2 separate regions of the Danio rerio genome follow, and region 2 is linked to region 1. Evidence: chromatin contacts called from public Hi-C data. All regions are on one chromosome and are shown on one strand. The core of a region is the stretch at or near the end of the contact, and the rest is flanking DNA. Distances in the headings are between cores, read along the strand shown. Region 1 overlaps ipcef1 (interaction protein for cytohesin exchange factors 1). Region 2 holds the start of bcl11bb (BCL11 transcription factor B b).

Region 1 (5,319 bases), core at 307-2,806:
CCTAAAACAAGCCAGGTAAGCAAAATAATGGTATGTCAACAGGAAAAACAAGATTATCTTGCTTATTTTAAGGGAAAACCTGTTTAATTTTGCAATATTATTTCTTAAAACAAGACAATTTTGCTTGCTTGTCTAAAAAATGCTGCTTTATTTAAGATATTTTTTAATATTTGGCCTAGAAACAATGCAAAAAAATTTTGCATTGTAAAAAGAAATTGACTAAACTTGCTGTACAGCTTCTTTGAATTGATTCAACTTTTAACCCAAGTACTCCACTTGACTCTATTTAAGTTGAGTCAACTAAAAAAAAGCTCTGCTGTAAGCTGCCTTATAATTTAAAGTTGAGTTAACTTTTTGGTTTTAAATGCATGAACAACTTAGAACCACTTAGAACTTAGAACTATCCCTTTAAACCTGAGTGTGTTTTTTTTCTCCAAAATGTGTTTGATCACCTTATGTTGCTTCACAACCATACATGTCAAAATACAAAAAAAATATATACATGGTGCAAGCTACAATTTTTATTTCCAGCAAGTCTACAGACACTAGATGGCAGCATTGATGAACCAAAACCATGCTTGGCTTAAACCAGGGGTCAGCAACCCCCGGCTCTAGAGCCGCATGCGGCTCTTTAGCTCTGCCCTTTTGGCTCCCTGGAGCTTTTTCAAAAATGTTCAAAAAGATGGGGAAGGTTAGTATATATTTTTGTTTTAATATGATTTCTATAGGAGGACACACACTTTTAACGTTTTCAAATGCTGTAAAAGTGTGTAGAATTAATATTTAATTTCAACATTTCTGTCAACGAAGATTTGCGTCATAGCCTGCGACACAGGTTTCCATCAGCAGGGCGGGATGCCAGGCAGGTGGCTATTGTAAACAAACCGGGAGATATTAAAGCATGGAAAACCGTTCACAGATGGTGACTACATGAAGGAGTCTCATCATCATATTAGAACACCTATTTGCAGACTTCAAAACCAAAATAAAACAAAAATTAAAGATATACCTCTCTCCGCTAAGACAGTGAAGGAAAGGGCTATTAAAATGGCAGGTAACATCACAGATCAGCAAACCAAGGACATTAATTCAGTGCCAGCATACTCAATTGCCTGTGATGTGACCGATATTCAATGCGCTTTTATGCAGGTATGTGAACTCTGATGGGCCGAAAGAAGAAATGATCAAATTAATACCACTGAAAGACCAGAGGCTGTGCTGAAGTGTTTAAATGACAACAAAATAAACACCAACCACCTGATTTCAGTGGCTATTGAATCATGAAGGCTCATTATGTATTTGTAGCCAACTTAGTCATTTTTATAGTAGGCTAAAATAGCTACTATAGATACATACAGCATGTGTTTCCTTCATTATAAGGCTTATATAAGGCTTTACATTTTTTGCGGCTCTAGACATATTTGTTTTTTGTTTGTTTTGGTCCAATATGTCTCTTTCAACATTTTGGGTTGCCGACCCCTGGCTTAAACTAACCAGCATGTGATTCTCTCTGTCTCTGTATGTGTGTTCGTGTGGGGTTTCAGGCTAAGGAGGCCGATCTGCAGGCCATCGAGCAGGTTTTGAGTGAACCATCTCTAAACGGATCTAAATACAGACAGTGGCGAGACGCGAATGTGCTCCTGCTGCAGGAGATCGGAGAGAAACACAAGAGCGATGTGGAGAAACCGATGGTTCAGACTCGACCGCAGCGCCAGTCGCTGTACGGCCCCAACACTGCTGTCCCTGCTGCACGCGTTTACACAGAGACCAGCCTGTGAAGACCACAAGACCGTTACACACTCAAACAAACACTCCTCAACACTGGAGATACACATCGAGGAACTGAAGTAAAACGATGGTTGGTCAGTTTTCTCTAAATTTCAGAGCCAAACTCCTCTCTTTGATTATTTGGGATCGTTTTAAACTTATTTATTTGCTTGTTCACATCATTTATTGTCTTGATAAGATGTGTTTGTAATGCTTTACCAGTTAAACCGTTGTTTTAAATAGGATTTTGGACTTTTTTGGGGTTGAAAATTGTAAATATGATAACTTGTGGAACATTAGTGACTTTAAAACATGTCACGGTAATATTTCTACATCATTTTCACCCTCATACAGTATGTATTTAAAGTCCCTGTGTTCTTGTATGAAATCTACGCTCCGTTTTCTCAACTTTTCCCCTAAAATCTTTTTAGGAGTTTAAAATTGACCTGTTTTTAACGTGGTCTTTGTTTTTTTAAATGTACATATTTTAGGATTTTACAAATACCTGTACAGACAAGTGTGTTAAGTATTGTACATTTTTGTTTAAATGTCTGTGATTCAACTGTATAGATGTTTACTCTTTGGATTATTCATTCATGGTGAAAGTGTGCGAAAGGAAATAAAAATGCCTGTTTTTTTTTTGGTTCTTTCAAAATGTGAAAGAAATCTCACTATTTAATAGGTTTATTACCTGCTTATTAACTGTATATTAGTACTTATAAAGTAGATCTTATTCTACAGGGTGGGCCATTTATATGGATACACCTTAATAAAATGGGAATGGTTGGTGATAATAATGTTCTGTTTGTGGCACATTAGTATATGTGAGGGGCAAACTTTTCAAGATGGGTGGTGACCATGGTGGCCATTTTAAAGTCGGCCATCTTGGATCCAACTTTTGTTTTTTCAATAGGAAGAGGTTCATTTGACGCATCAAGCTTATTGGGAATTTCACAAGAAAAACAATGGTGTGCTTGGCCCCCCTGCACCCAAATTATCAAAATATTAATATATTTGTGGCTGGTGGCTCTGGTAATTGTGATAAAATCTGTTAGTTCCTACATGTGGTTGTTTTTGTGAGAAAACTGACTTCATAAGTTTATTTAACGCCAGCTTGACAGCCCTTTCCTAAAGATCATTGTTGAGAGGAATGAAGGCAATTCTGAGAAAAGAGAATGATTTGTTTATCTGTGAGAAGAGTCCGCTTTCACTTTCTTAACCCAATTTGACATGTGAGAACTAAATATAGAGATTTCTGCGAAAGGGAGAGAAAAAAAAAGAAGTCTCAAAACGTAAACAATGCAGTATCTCTGGCATGACAAAGTAAAAACATGAGACAAAAAAACAATGCATAGAGACTCATAGAAAAGAAGAAAATAACTATATTGTTATTATCTTTCCATGTGATATTACCGGTACACCTTCCTAGTACCGGGTTGGACCACCTTTTGCCTTGAGAACTGCTATAATCCTTCATGGCGTAGATTCAACAAGGTACTGAAAATATTCCTCGGAGATGATAGCATCACAGAGTTGCTGCATATTTATCAGCTGCACATCCATGATGTGAATCTTCCTTTCCACCACATCCCAAAGGTGCTCTATTGGATTGAGGTCTGGTGACTGTGGAGGCCATTTGAGTAAGTAAACTCATTATCATGTTAAATAAACTGGTGTACCTATTAAAGTGGCCGGTGGGTGTCAGTTAAACAATATTTTAGATAAATGCTCATTCACAAAAGGACTGAAGAGATTACACAGCTGAAAATAAGAAGAATGCTTAACATAATATAGACTAAAATTTGATTTATTTTGATTAATGAAAATTGCATATAAAATGAATTTTAATACCATAAATAAAGCTAGAAAATATTCATAAAAGGCTTTAAAAAAGACTTACTTGAATGAACAATATTGTAACGCCACGCCAGCAGAGGGAGCCCTCATCCAACTACTGACTTAGCTCCGCTCCCTCTGCAGTCACTTCCTGTTTGTGCTGTATTTCAGCAAGAGCTCAGGCCATGCTTCCTTGCCAAGTATTGCCAGTTTACCTGCATTACCAAGCGTTACTCCAGGTGACTTTCATGACTGTTTTACTGTGTATGATCCTGCCTACCTTGATCAAGTACGTTATCTGTTTTTGCCCTCTTGCCCTTTTCTGCTCACTGTTGCCTTGAACTTTTGCCTGCCTTTTCACCACATCCTCTGAATTTGCCCCTGTGTATCTTGATCTGTTTTGGACTGATCATTGCACTGATCCTCTGCTTGAATTACTACTATGTCTCCAGGAATTGCCCGTTTGTTGTTTGGTTTGGACTGCTTACATGTTGCCAACTCTTTCTGCTTGTTTACCCATTGATGTCTCTGTCTAATCCCATAAATAAACTTCTGCATATGGATTCTAACACAGTCTCAAACTCCCAATTACAAATATGAATAAACATTTAGCTTAAAACATAAAGAACAGCTATGTATAGTTGTTCAGTGTTACGCTCATCACCTGTTTGAAATATAACATTAACAAGAACAAATAACGCCCTGCTGAAAAATCCAGCTTAAACCAGCCTAGGCTGGTTGGCTGGTTTTAGCTGGTTGACCAGCCTGGTTTTAGAAGGGTTTTGGCCATAAGAATGATTTCCAGACTAGTCTTAGCTGGTCAGGCTGGAAAATGACCAGCTAAATCCATCTAAAACCAGCTTGACCAGCCTGGTTTAAGCTGGACATAGCTGGTTTAGGCTGGGCTCCCAGCCTGGCTAAGCTGGTCAAGCTGGTTTTAGTTGGTCATCTCCCAGCCTGACCAGCTAAGACCAGGCTGGAAATGGCAGGAAACCAGCCTGAAATGGCCAAAACCCCTCTAAAACCAGCCTGGTCGACCAGCTGAAACCAGCCAACCGGCCTAGGCTGGTTTAAGCTGTTTTTTCTCAGCAGGGAGGTTTTATTTTTCTGCAGATGTTTGAGATATAGCATTTGAAATATTGACATACAACAATAAAACCCAAAATGAATCTGGTAATAAATTGTCTTAGATCAGTGGTTCTCAAACTGTGGTACGTGTACCACTAGTGGTACGCAGGCTTCCTTCTAGTGGTACACGGAGAAATGAAATATGTCAAGTACATGATAAACACATTTCAAAATTTATTAAAAATGATGTATATAATATGCCATATATGACATATAGCCTATATTTCTGAGGTAATCTGCCACTTTTTTTAACTGTGCAGATATGTAGCTGCTTTACTGGGCCTACTACGCTACTGTATTTCAATACAGCTCATTTTGGTGGTACTTGGAGAGACAATTCTTTTCTGAGGTGGTACTTGATGAAAAAAGTTAGAGAACCACTGTCTTAGATTTTTGAAAAAGCTAAATTGTTGTTGCAAAAGAGAGTAGCCTATTTTTTTTTTAAATACACGTCTAAAGATATGAGGTGATGTGAAAGTAAGTCGTTTTTTCCTCAACTGCATCTTACATTTAATGCAAACGAAATGCAAAACTTTATTATCGGCTCGCCATCTGTGAGAGATGAATGTATGTATAAACTGACAGAAA
Region 2 (5,339 bases), core at 1,976-4,475, 130 kb after region 1:
TCTTATAATGAAAGCATTGTGCTATTGTGCTGTAGGTTACTCCTGCTCTACCCTACTATAACATCAATTTAATGTAAACATACCTTCTTTCTTGAGGAGTCCTGTCGGAGATGGAGCAGTGTGTGGATTCCACTAGAGGGCAGAAATGATCATCAGCTCTTCAGTTCACTGTAAACACGACAAACTACATCAAGACAATAAACCAAAACATCAATCACATTCCAACACTAAAGCAGAATTCAGTTTTCAAATCCTTTATTGAATTTTTTTTGTTTGTTTATTCAATATAACTGACAAATTAACATGACAAATGCAGCAATACTTGAATCCTGCTTTGGCAAAATATTATATTAAGTATTCACTAAAAGTATACACATACAGTTGAAAGAGTTATTAGCCCCCCTTTGAATTTTTTATTCCTTTTTAAATATTTCCCAAATTATGTTTAACAAAGCAAGGAAATTTTCACAGTATGTCTGATAATATTTTTTCTTCTGAATAAAGTCTTATTTGTTTTATTTTGGCCAGAATAAAAGCAGTTTTACATTAAAAAAACGTTTTAGGTCCAAATTATTAGCCCTTTTAAGCTATATTTTTCGATAGTCTACAGAACAAACTATTGTTATACAATAACATGCCTAATTACCCTAACCTGCCTAGTTAACCTAATTAACCTAGTTAAGCCTTTAAATGTCACTTTAAGCTGTATAGAAGTGTTTTGAAAAATATGTAGTCAAATATTATTGACTGTCATCATGGCAAAGATAAAATAAATCAATTATTAGAAATGAGTTATTAAAACTATTATGTTTAGAAATGTGTTGAAAAAAAAAATCTCTCCATTAAACAGAAATTGTGGAAATTGAGGAAATTAAATGGGGGAGCTAATAATTCCGACTTCAACTGTAGATGTTAAGAGTCTGTGTAGAGATGTTTTCTCCTGTCTTTTGTGATGATATTTCTTTTGTCTCCCTTTTTATTTGAAATTTAAGGGCCAAAAAGGAAACATCTTATTAAAGTGCAAAAGAATGCCAAGAGCTCTTTGGATTTTGCACATTTTCAGTGACCATTCATATTCATGTTTCAGTCCCTTCACTGAGATAAAAAGTACAGGAAATGAGAGCATAAAATGTAATAAAAATTAAATAAAATCAGAACAAATATAGCACAAAGCACGTTATTGCGCTCTTTATTTCTTCCCAGGTAAATCTCATACTGCCTTTATAACAGGCATTGGAAAATACCGCAAATCCGACAATGGGTTAAAAAAGATATTTGCCACTAGACAGCAGGCCAGAACATAGTCAATAAGATAATCTAATCAATTAAACTGAAGAAAAATTAAACTTGAATTTATTGTGACAGAGTGTTAAAGTATGTTTTGCAGCTGCTAGTCAGTTCGATGTTAAGTAGGATAATCAATAATAAAAAGTCACATTTGTCTGGTCAAAAATAAAAAGTAAAAAAACTGACATTGTATTATTTTTCTGCGATACATGGATCGATTGAGTATATTTTCACTAGATGAAATGAATGGCTTTATTTGGAAAGAGTTCATAATTTCAGATTGACTGGGATGGTTTTTAGGGGAGTGCATCTAAATAAAATACAATAAATCAACCACAAGCATTGACAAATACAGAACAAAGATAGACATTTAAAAAAAAAAAAAAAAAAAAAAAAGAAGAGCATGGTTTTCCGGAAGTCTATAGTATTCAGGCACAAATTGGTTGATCAAATGTTAAATAGCACTGTATTATCTTTATCGTATGTTTATCGTTTATATATATATATATATATATATATATATATATATATATATATATATATATATTTATTTTAATAACTCATTTCTATTAACGGATATATTTTATCTTTGCCATGATTATTTTATCTTTGCCAATAATATTTGACTAGATATTTTTTCAAGACACTTCTGTACAGCTTAAAGTGGCATTTAAAGGCTTAACTAGGTTAATTAGGTTAACTAGGCAGGTTAGGTTAATTAGGCAAGTTATTGTATAATGATGGTTTGTTCTGTAGACTACTGATAAAAAGTTTAGCTTAAAGGGGCTAATAATTTTGTCCTTAAAATGATCCATAAAAAATTTAAATCTGCTTTTATTCCAACTGAAATAAAACAAATAAGACTTTCTCCAGAGGAAAAAATATGATCAGACATACAGTGAAAATTTCCTTACTCTTTTAAACACCATTTAGGAAATATTATTTAAAAAATAATTACAGGTAAGGGCTAATAACTGTTCAACGTTTGAGTCTTGCTCTTGTCCAAAAATATAAATTCTGTCATCATTTACTTTTTTCAAAGAAACAAGAAAGCTTGGAACCTGTAACCATACTGTAGTAGTTGTTTTTTCAATCATAACTTAATGTTACAGCTATCATAACATTATTTATCAATATGTGGCTCTTTTTGGATTCTCGGAAGCTATAGAAATTAAAAATGTTAAACAGGAAATAACGTTACGTGGGGACCAACGTTCCCTTTTGTGTTTCCCTTTTGACCATTGTTTACATCTCCCCAAATGTTCGAGATTTTAAGTTGTGTTAGGCTACTTACATAATTCAAAGCCCATCCGACAGTATTCAGCATCAGGTCTGCAGGTAAAATGAGAAAAATAATCAGTAACGTTTGAAAATGTTATCAAGTAGTTACTGCTGCTAGACATTGGGTTCAGCTTTGGTTGCATTTACACAGTTTTAACCTGCAGATGTCGACAAACCACACGGTGTTTCAAACACTTCAAAAGAGTCATTTTACAAATCATTTGATTCAGCTGTTTCGGACTTCTAATAACTTTCATATCTCCCATCAATATTCATTAACGAGTCCAAGTTTGTATCCAAATGTTTAAAACGTAGACTGTAAGAAACACTAGTGTTTAAACTTGGATGCTGAGTGACTAAAACAGCAGGATGGCGCACGGCTGTTGTTATCCATACCAATTTCAGATTATCACAGCGTTACAGTGCGTTTCAATTATACCAGAGAAATATGAAAGCATTTGTTCCACCTTTACCTGTAGTCCACACACACGAAATACAACATTTTTTTTTTCTGGGGGAAGCTGAGCAGAGTTTGAAGACGTCTAATGTGGACTCATTGTAGGCTTAGTTGGTGAAAAAACGATCGTGATGACGCATTTGTGACGCGCATTAATTGCTCAGCCTGTTCTTATATTTAAATAATTGCTAAATATAATTGCCTATACATTTCTTCATTCCTAATTTCCTTGATAAGGCAGATTTTCTGCACATTTATACATTTTTTGTACCAAAAACACCAAAACACATTTGCAAGAGTGGGGTGAAGCTAATCAAACACCTGGTGAAAAAATTGATGGCGGACAGGATGGAGGAAGATGGTTTACATCACCCAAAGAAAGGTGAGTAAAGGAAGAATTGAGGTAAAGTTGGTTTTATATTCGCACATTCCTTCATTTAACGATCCCTATATTATCTATATGCTAATTTGAATATGGGTCTGAATCACATGTGAATGTGACTTGAAAACAACATCACCACTATTTAGTTCACTGTAAACAATGTTGTACTTTGATATTTATTGGCTGCGAATATGATTTCACTATATTTAGAATTTGCTAGTAATACTTTTCTGAAATGATAGCTATAATTAAGGAGAAAGTCTGAATGTGCCAATATAAAACCAGCTTTACCTCTATAGAATAATAAGGAGCAATGGAAATAAATAAATCATATGAAGACTTAAGAGTTGGAAATACAACTCTTCAGTTCTTTGTATAAAATGAAACACCAGACAGGAAAATGAGAACATTATGACCTAGAAAAAAATATGGAGCAAATAATAAGGAAATGTCTAAAACACAATAATGAAAGAATAAACTTTTTATTATTTTTTTAATTTAATAGAAATAAGATAAAGAGTAAATGTATTTCTAAGATATATTTGAGCAATTCCAGCACTATGGATGTGACATTTGCAGTAAAAACTAAAAACATAACTTCACATAGACAGTAAATGTTAACATTATATTGAACCATCTGTTTATAATTTTCAGAACGACTAACCACAGTGATAAGGGACTAGAGAAATATCATTCTGTAAACATGTTTTATACTTTAAATGAGCAAAATAAACATACGTCATGGATGTGACCAAAAAAGTATGCGGGTTCGCAGTATACAACATGCTTTGTTGAAATTCTGTGAATTAAACTGCACAACCCGAAAGCAATAATGCTAATCAAATGTATAAAAGATGTCTCTCTATATAGCATAAATTATTAACTTTATTTAATTGAATATTTTTTCATCTACAAGGAAAAAGTGTCATTATGGATGTGACATCTCTCCGTTGTGGATGTGACCGATGTGAAATTGCCACTTGTGTGACTTTGATAAATCAATTATAATAATTTGAAAACTTGAAAAATAGAGACATTTTTGACTATTTCTAAAGTACTGTTAAATACTTACTTGCCCAAAAAACTTAGAAACGGTGTCCGTATTTTGGTGAAAACTTTTTTTTTGTCATGGTAAGGTTGACATTTGCATGGAATTGCTCATTTATTTAAATTACAGTTTGATAGAATTCATTCATTCATTCATTCATTCATTCATTTTCTTGTCGGCTTAGTCCCTTTATTAATCCGGGGTCGCCACAGCGGAATCAACCACCAACTTATCCAGCAAGTTTTTACGCAGCGGATGCCCTTCCATCTCTGAGAAGCATCCACACACACATTCACACACACACACTCGTACACTACGGTCAATTTAGCCTACCCAATTCACCTGTACCGCATGTGTTTGGACTGTGGGGGAAACCGGAGCACCCGGAGGAAACCCACGCGAAGGCAGGGAGAACATGCAAGCTCCATACAGAAACGCAAACTGAGCCGAGGCTCGAACCAGCGACCTTCTTGCTGTGAGGTGACAGGACTACCTACTGCGCCACTGCTTTGCCCTTTGATAGAATTGTGTGATCATTTTAATAGGTACCTTGTATTATCTCATTTTATACTTTTATTTTAACACAATCTCAACTGACTAAGGTAAGTGGTGTAGACCAAAAGCATATGAAAACCGAGTTCAATGTTTTCAAATGTGAATGTAAAACATGGCAACCATGATGTAGACTTCCATTCTCTTTTACCAAAGCAGGTAATCTCAGATAAATTCCACAATAAAACAAGTAATTCTTATTAATATTTAATCTGCATCAAACCATGAAATGGGAGAAAACAGTGAACACTTTTCAGCTATATAGCTGAATCTGCATAATAAAAATAAATATTGAATGTAATTAGCCTTACAGCAAGAAGGTCGCTGGTTCA

Evidence for each region. A called contact is a pair of places that touch in the nucleus more often than the background predicts.
Region 2: a contact with region 1 is called in a Hi-C map of an unstated tissue, with 2.7 times the contacts expected there. The contact joins the promoter of bcl11bb here to the enhancer-like site in region 1. A contact is called at or near these places in 2 of 18 Hi-C or Micro-C datasets (caudal fin and an unstated tissue).

The regions. Positions count from the first base shown.
Region 1 is chr20:4,411,200-4,416,518 of GRCz12tu, forward strand. It overlaps ipcef1 (interaction protein for cytohesin exchange factors 1), which reads left to right. Exons shown (of 9, transcript NM_001076758.1): 9 at 1,545-2,334. The coding sequence ends at 1,778. Among named protein-coding and RNA genes, the nearest start is that of tiam2b, 17 kb to the right of the region's middle. Within about 2 kb of position 1,557, at least 18 of the 62 cell types and tissues checked have an H3K27ac peak or open chromatin away from gene starts, as enhancers often do.
Region 2 is chr20:4,537,474-4,542,812 of GRCz12tu, forward strand. bcl11bb (BCL11 transcription factor B b) reads left to right here and starts at 3,226. Exons shown (of 3, transcript XM_073934038.1): 1 at 3,226-3,407. The coding sequence starts at 3,362. It overlaps LOC137488609 (a long non-coding RNA gene), which reads right to left and starts at 3,153. Exons shown (of 10, transcript XR_012396325.1): 1 at 3,042-3,153; 2 at 2,582-2,619; 3 at 84-168.